Regions from separate parts of the Oryctolagus cuniculus genome. Here region 1 is linked to region 2. Evidence: chromatin contacts called from public Hi-C data. All regions are on one chromosome and are shown on one strand. Each heading gives the region's core, a stretch centred on a gene start, on an enhancer-like site or on the middle of the called end of the contact. The rest is flanking DNA. Distances are from core to core; before and after follow the strand shown. Region 1 holds the start of LACTB2 (lactamase beta 2). Region 2 overlaps NCOA2 (nuclear receptor coactivator 2).

Evidence for each region. A called contact is a pair of places that touch in the nucleus more often than the background predicts.
Region 1: a Hi-C map of embryonic fibroblasts shows a contact between it and region 2, with 4 times the contacts expected there. The contact joins the promoter of LACTB2 here to the enhancer-like site in region 2. A contact is called at or near these places in 4 of 6 Hi-C or Micro-C datasets (ear pinna, embryonic fibroblasts, psoas muscle and 1 more).

The regions. Positions count from the first base shown.
Region 1 is chr6:96,385,103-96,388,875 of mOryCun1.1, forward strand. LACTB2 (lactamase beta 2) reads right to left here and starts at 2,471. Exons shown (of 7, transcript XM_002710464.5): 1 at 2,192-2,471. The coding sequence starts at 2,313. XKR9 (XK related 9) reads left to right here and starts at 2,498. Exons shown (of 5, transcript XM_002710465.5): 1 at 2,498-2,746.
Region 2 is chr6:95,846,344-95,850,149 of mOryCun1.1, forward strand. It overlaps NCOA2 (nuclear receptor coactivator 2), which reads right to left. Exons shown (of 24, transcript XM_070075149.1): 11 at 3,221-3,368; 12 at 439-1,708. Among named protein-coding and RNA genes, the nearest start is that of PRDM14, 68 kb to the left of the region's middle. Within about 2 kb of position 1,983, at least 3 of the 8 cell types and tissues checked have an H3K27ac peak or open chromatin away from gene starts, as enhancers often do.

The sequences.
Region 1 (3,773 bases), core at 1,221-3,720, 540 kb after region 2:
CTAGAACCTGGGGTACCAGCACCACAGGTGGAGGATTAGCCTAGTGAGCGGCGGTGCCAGCTGGTATTGTTTTCTGCTTAATTTTCTATCCTGCTAGATTCTGGAAGCAGCCTAAAAGTTCATGTACCTAACTGACCCTGCCTTATTTACTCTGTTCTTAACCTTTTGCCTACCTGGCATACAGAACTTTTACTCCGCTGCTTCTAAAATTATTTACTGGAAAAAGGTGAATATAGTTTATACTTCAAATGAAAACCCAGCAAATTACACTTACATTTGAGGTAATCAGCTATATTTTATTAGTTGTCACAGCCAGACTGCACCACTAAATTCACTGCTTAATAGGAACTACTGTCCCTTGGTGACCACGGGGGATTGGTTCCAGGAACCACTCCAGGTACCCCAATCCTCAGGTGCTCAAGTTCCTTATTGAGAATGGTGTAGTATTTGCATTTTATCTACACACAACCTCCCATAGACCTTAAATCACTTTAAACTATTTAAAATAACTAACGCTGTTACAACATAAATAGGTGTTGCACAGTATTGCTTCGGGAATTAATGACAAGAAAAAAGGTCTGTGAATGTTCAGTACAGACACAACTTTTTTTCTGAATATTTTCCAACCATGCTTGGTTAAATCCAAGGATGTGGAACTTGCTCATATTGGGAACTCTACTCTATATCTTTTAATTTTGGATCATCTAGTATACAGTTGTTGCTCAATACAAAGGATCCTCAGGTCCGGCACTGTGGCTTAGCAGATTAGGCCACCACTTATGATGCCGGCATCTTACATGGGTGCTGCTCCACTTCTGATCCAGCTCCTTGTTAATGGCCTGGGAAAGTACTGGAGGATGGCGCCAAGTCCTTGGGCTCCTGCACTCATATGGGAGACCCGGAAGAAGCTCCTGGCTTCGGCATGGGCCAGCCCAGGTGGTTGCAGCCATATGGGGAATTGAGCAGTGGATGGAAGATCTCTGTCTCTCCATCTCTCTAACTCTGCCTTTCAAGTAAATAGTCTGTGGAAAATGCTTATCATGAAAAAACTATGCATGAATTTTACAATTTCTTTCATCAAAATAAATCTTTTAATTCAATTTTTCTGGAATTTTTTTTCCAAAATGTGTTTATTTGAAAGGTTCAGAGAGGGAGACACATGCGTGTACACACACAGACACACACACACATACACAGATCTGGCTCACTCCCCAGTTGGCCCCAGGAGCCAGAAACTTCTTTCAGGTCTCCCAATGAGTGCAGGGGCCCAAGCACTTGGGCCATCTTCCACTGCTTTCCCTGGCCATTAGCAGGAAACTGGATTGGAAGTGGAACAGTCTGGACTCGAACCAGCCCCCACCTGGGGCCCAAGTACTTTGGCCATCTTCCACTGTTTCCCAGGCCAGTCGCAGTGAGCTGGAACCAAAGTGGAGCTGCCAGGACTCCAATTGGTGCCCATATGGGATGCCAGCATTATAAGCCCAGCTTAATTCTCTAGGCCACAACACCAGTCCTATCTGCAAACTTTTTGAGGTACCCTACTACTCTGCAGTGAAACATACCTCCCCACGTCTGCATAATTTCATTAACAATGCAACTGAATAAAAGAAAAATATCTCCTTAGAAACAGAGATGTCTCCCCTCTTCAAAACAACCCAAACAAGGTCACATACAATTGAAACAAATCAGCAAAAAATTTGTTGACTACCGTCAGAGCCTCTGGTTTCAGGGCCTCAAGCAATCTGAAAGCAAGAAAAACCTGCCCTCTGCTGCTTAGTTAAGGAAATGCCCTCAGCACCTTGAACGGAGGCTGGGAAGGGAAGTTACACTCCAGGCAAAACACCAAGAAGCCAGTTAAGCAAGACATTGTTAACGCTTTCTGGAATGCTTAAGTCCAGGGGATCTTAAATTCTCAACAGTTTAAACATGGTTACTCCAGCACCAGACATCAAGCAAAGAAAACCGGGTTTCAAAAGCAGGAAGTGAAATTTTCCTTCTTTTTAGTGATTTCTAAGTTGCCATCCCGGTGGCAGTTACTTGGCGGCGGCGTCCCGGGAACTGGGCCTGGGCATCCAGTGGTTGGTTTGCCGGGCTGGCGCCAGGACGCCGGGCGCACGCCGCAGTGGCAGCTGCGGTTCTCGCAGGTGCTGCGAGCGGGTGTGTGTGTTGGGGGAAGAGGGGAGACGTTTACCTGGAGCCGGTCCCCACCAGGTAGGTGTTAGTGCCTTGCAGGGTCATGGGACCCGGGTTACAGCCCAACACGCGTACCACCCGGCTGGACAGCCGCTCAATGCGCTGCAGAGTGGCAGACATCTCCGCCACACCAAGCCCACCGGCACGTCGCCTACTCGGCAACCCGAGCGCCGAACAGGCCTGGCGGGCGGACGGGCCGGCCGGGGCAGCGTTCACGCTACGCTGAGGAAGCCGAGAAGGCACAGATGGGCAGCTCAGCAGTGGGCGGGGCCAAGCGTCACGTGACGTCGCGCAAGTCGGAGGCGGGGATTCGGGCCGCGCGCTTGCGCCGACGGCGGCGGCGGCGGGAGGGCGTTCGCTAGCGCGTGGCCTGAGGCGGCGGGGGGCTAGGCAGGGGTCTGGGGGTGTCAAAGATCCTGGTACCTCGCCAGGAGCTCCTTGCCAGGAGTTCGTGCCAAGGCAGGCGAGTGCATCCGGGTGGATGAGAGACGTTTTTCAACCTGGGAAGTCCCGTGGTGGCGCACGGGGCAGGCAGGTGTGGTAGTTACTTAATGTGAGTACTAAGTCCCAGAAAAGCTTTCCTGTCAGGTTTTCAGGTGGCACCGGGCGTTTACGTGTGAGGAGTAGCCTGGTTGGTTTTTTTTATAGTAACCAGGACTAACTGATATTTACCAAGCACGGAGTGGCGTGCTAAGTGCCTTTCACACACACGATGAGGTAGGCACTATTTTCGTGTCCATTTTATAAATGGAAAATGGAGACTGGGAGACTTGCCCAGGTGACGGTGTCTTGTGTCTGTCTGCCTTGCATCAGCTCTGGCCTCTGCGTGGGGAGATCAGGGCGCTTGCCTCTCCCTTCCCATGTGCCCAGCTGCCCAGAGAAACGGGCTGGTTTTGTGGAGTTTTATGACCAAGATGGACTTGTCTGTGTTGAGACTTTTTTTCTAATGGGCAAAATATTAACTAACCCAGTATTGACTATTGCTTCCCCTTTACAAAGTTAAGTTATAAGTTACCTGAAAGGAAACACAAAGATCCTGTGATCAAGCCCTTCTATTTCTGACAATTATATGTCATAAATATAATATTTATATTTAAATATTTATTATTTATATATATTTAAATATTATAATTATAATACCTCAAAAACTATCCCAAAAGAGGTGTGTAATTTATCCACTATCCCAACCCATTCTTTTTTACACTTGATCTTAGCCAAAAGCGATAACCCACTCTTTTTTTTTTTTTTTTAATTGTTTAGTTATTTGTGCACATGTTCCCATCCACTGGTTCACTCTTCAAATGCCTGCAATGGGCCCTGGGTTAGGGGTCACACCAGGAGCCTTGAACTTGATCCAGATCTCCTGTGTGAATGGTGGAGATCCCAACTATTTGAGTCATCATTGCTGCCTCCTAGGGTGCGCATCAGCAGAAAGCTGGAGTCGGGAGCAGAGCCAGAACTCCACCTCCCGAAACCAGGCTCTCCAATGAGTTCCGCCAGTGGGAGTCCTAAGTGCTAGGTCAGATGCCCACCCCCATCCTCCGTGTTTTTTCTTTTAAAAGAACTCTGCTGAAAGGGTA
Region 2 (3,806 bases), core at 733-3,232:
CCACCACCTGGTTTTCACGCCCATGAGCTAAGGACCGATTTACATTTTTTATATTTTTTAATGGCTAAAAAAAAAATCAAAAGATGACTATTTAGTGACACATGAAGAGTGTCTGCAGTTCAAACTCCAAGTGTAACTGTAGTGGAGCAGAGCGTCTGTGGCTGTTTCTGTGCCTCAGGGGCACGGGGGAGGAGCAGAGACGGGGCGAGAGCCTGCTCAGCACAACCTGGAACGGGAGGCTTGCAGCCTCACGTCCTACAACAACGCCACTCTGCTAAAGAGAGGAGCTGAAACGCTGGGCTTCGGCGAGAACTGCCTCATGGGAAGAACCGCCCTAGAAAACGCTCATTTCTCCCTAGTCAGCGGAGGTCCCACAATTGCCCCGTGGGGAAAAACCTCTGGGGGAGAAAGATCCAGGAGAAGACATTACAGACTTACCTGGTCACTGGGCTCAAAGCTCAGCTCCTCCTTCTCAGTTTTCATAGCTATTAGCTTTGTGTTACTGGCAGGGTCTGTCTTACTGTCCAGCCGCTCAAGTTTGGGGGTTATTTCTGGTAAACCAATATCTTTAGTATCATCTTTGTCTAGCAAGTAACGAAGTAGTGCATTCTCTTTCTTCTTGGGGCTCACCGGCTCTTGCTTCACAGTTACTTCCGACCCAGGAGCTGTGCCGCTGGACTCCTGGCTCAGCTCTTTGCCTGTGGCTTCTGCCGTTAATTTGGCCAAGTCCACAGGGGAGCTGCTGTCCTGCAAGAGTCTGTGCAAAATTTTATGCTTCTCCTTGAGCGAGGTCCCATGGGTTGACCCAGAGCCAGGCAAACTGCCTGCGGAGTCCTTGTTTGTGTCCGATAAAGAGCTGGATAAGGGCGAGGGCTCCATCTGATCAGACTTGGTGGTCAGCAGCTGGAGGAGTTTGGTCTGCCCTTTGCTGTCATGCGGCCTGTTCTGTCCGTCAGCTCGTTCGCTGCTCACGGCCTGGCCCATGCCGGGATCGCTCGTGTCCTTTTGCTCTCCGGGGTGGCAGCTGCTCTCGGCTTGTCCAGTTGTACCTTCAGATGGCTCCCCATAAAGTCCAAAACAGTCTTTGGAGTCCAAGCTTCCCATCTTGCTGAGTGGGGGAGGATTCATATTAACTGGGGAGTTTTGCAAATTGCCCATTTTTAGGTCCGGCGAAGCCAACGATGACCCCAGTGAAACCCCGTGCCCCTCGCTGAGGGCCTGAAGTGCATTGAGGGAACTGTTGGTATAACTATGGCTATTTCCTGTGCTGCTGCAAACTCCCACGGGGGAATGCAAGCTTCCTGCGGGGGAAAACTGACTGGGGGGGATTCGAGGACTGCCAGCCACTCCGGGGCTCATGCGATGCCTTGGTGAAAGCATGGAGGTGGGCTGTCCTGGGTTCATGCCAGGGCTGCTCTGTGAGGGACTGCTCATTTTAAGTGCATAGTTACTACCCTGAGGAGTGGTTGCTTGCATGCCTGACACATGGTTCATGCCCCCAGAACCACCAAACCTGCCCAGAGACATGCCCATTGGTTCCTTTGGGCCATTTATGGGGAAATTTATATTGCTACTGAGGGTCATGTCCTGACCTGGGTTCCCACTGCACATGGCCTGATGGGCAGGGCTGCTAGAGCTAATTGGATTCAATGGCTTCCCCATCGCTTGTCCAGTCAGGTCCGGATTCATGACACACACATTCTGCTCTCTGGATAATGAGGAGAGAAAGAAATATAAGAGAAAAGAAAAACTCTCAGCAACTTGTTACAAAGTCTTCAACAGCAAGATGGCCTCTCTTCTTTAAAGGAAAGGACTACGTTTAAAGGAGAGCCCATACTCTGATGAAACCATCTGTAATGATGGACGAGACTGAGCACGCACAGTGTGCAGGCAGCTCATTTACCTCGGCTGTGGTTTCGCGGAGGGCGGGTGCTGCAGGCCGACTCCTGCCCTACTGAAACTGCAGTACCTAGACGCGACAAGAGAGGGGCTCCCAGCCCATAGTCTGAGATCCTGCCGTGGCAGAGAAACCACTGAAACACACACAGCCGTCTCAAATCGCTGTTCACAGGCAGCTCCGTGAGCTCTGGCGAGCACTCCGTGCCCCGCCTGCCCCTCTTGGAGAAGCACGGCCAGGTCCAGAGCCACCAGTGCTTGTCAAACGCATTTCCGCTCACCTCCCATCCCCCGCCCGTCAGAGCTGCGGACTTGGAGACCGCAACACGGGAGGCAGCTCGCGCACGACCCTAGCCTGCGAGCTATCCCCTACTTCTAAAAAACCCCGACCAGTCCCCTCTCTAGTGGCTAACAAGCAGGTCTTCTGAGCAAGATGATTTCCCAAGCCCCGCAGGCTTTCGTGTGCAGCCTTGGGAGTCACTTTTGAGTTACTAAGGGTGTTCACAAACCCAAACAAAACACGTTTCACAGATTGCCAAACACCAGCGTTCAGTTAGGTGGGTGAACTCTGCCACATGTGCAATCACTTTCCCATTGTTTCAGCTGGAGGTCAGATTTACTAACAAATTTGCAAAGAGGCTTGCCTGACTTTTCAGTCCTAAATAAGAGAGTAAATAATTGAGAAACGTAATAAAACGAAACTCTCTATCCAGAGCAAATTTATGTATCTTCTGATAGCATTTCATAAAGTTTTACAAAGCATAAAACACTCATATGACTTGCAATTTAATCATTTTCCTAAATGTGTGCTCTCAAACAATATGGCTTTATGACATTTACTGTGAAATCAAATTCAGCTTTCTTTACTTTTTATATGGAAATGTTTATCACGCTTCACTTCAGAGTCCGTCAAGAAGTTAATTTAGATCCGAGAACAAAATACTGAAGAGACTCTCCCTAAGTATCCATGTTTGCAAGCTTTAGATTCACACGTCATGGAGCAGAAACGGGACTAGTGGCTTCAGCATCCCTGCCCTGCGTCTGTCAACCACGGGGTTGATGAGTCGTGACAGAGCATTCTCCCAGCTGGGTTTTTAAGTCCAGCAGAGGGAAGACTACAACTCAAAGAATAGCTCTACTTTGCCAGACTACTAAGCTGTCCGGTAGCCAACAGTTAATAACAATGTAATTTTACGTCTTGTATTACTAGCACTAAGGAACAGAAACATCTAACACACCTGAACAGCTCTGCAGTGATTTGCTGCTTTTGTCACATTTCCTCTGAACTTGGCAAGGGGCAACGATGTCTTACAACTAAGATTACCTGTGAAGCATATGTAAAGATATCACGAGCTGAGGTTCATTAGTGGTCTGAGAACGGATGAGTTTGCTCTTCGTTTGCGCAGCAACAAGAGTGCCATCAGACAAGGAAAATCGATAGATCTGACTGAAGGCCAATCCTTGTCGCAGTACTGCAGGCAAGTGAGGAAACAGAACGAGATTTAGAAAATAAGAAAGCGGCAGCAGGGTCGGGGGGCGGAGGGGACAGAGGAATACACCTCGTTAAGCTTCCTATTTTCCTACCACCACGCGAGACAGTGTTATAAAGGATGCTCGTGATATTAAAACAGTACACAGTTTTAAAAGCACACTTACTTTTCGCTCAAAACACCAATAAGTTCAATATGTTTTTCTTATGAAAAAGAATGAAAGGTTGGACCCCAAAACAGCGTTCTTTTTTGAAGTCTTCAGGATCATGGCCAAGTAACGAGTAACATGTTTAACAGCTCAAAACAAGCTTTTCAATGGTTTGTTTAAAATGTTAGAAAACAATACAATGCGGCCGGCGCTGTGGCTCACTAGGCTAATCCTCCGCCTAGCGGCACCGGCACACCGGGTTCTAGTCCCGG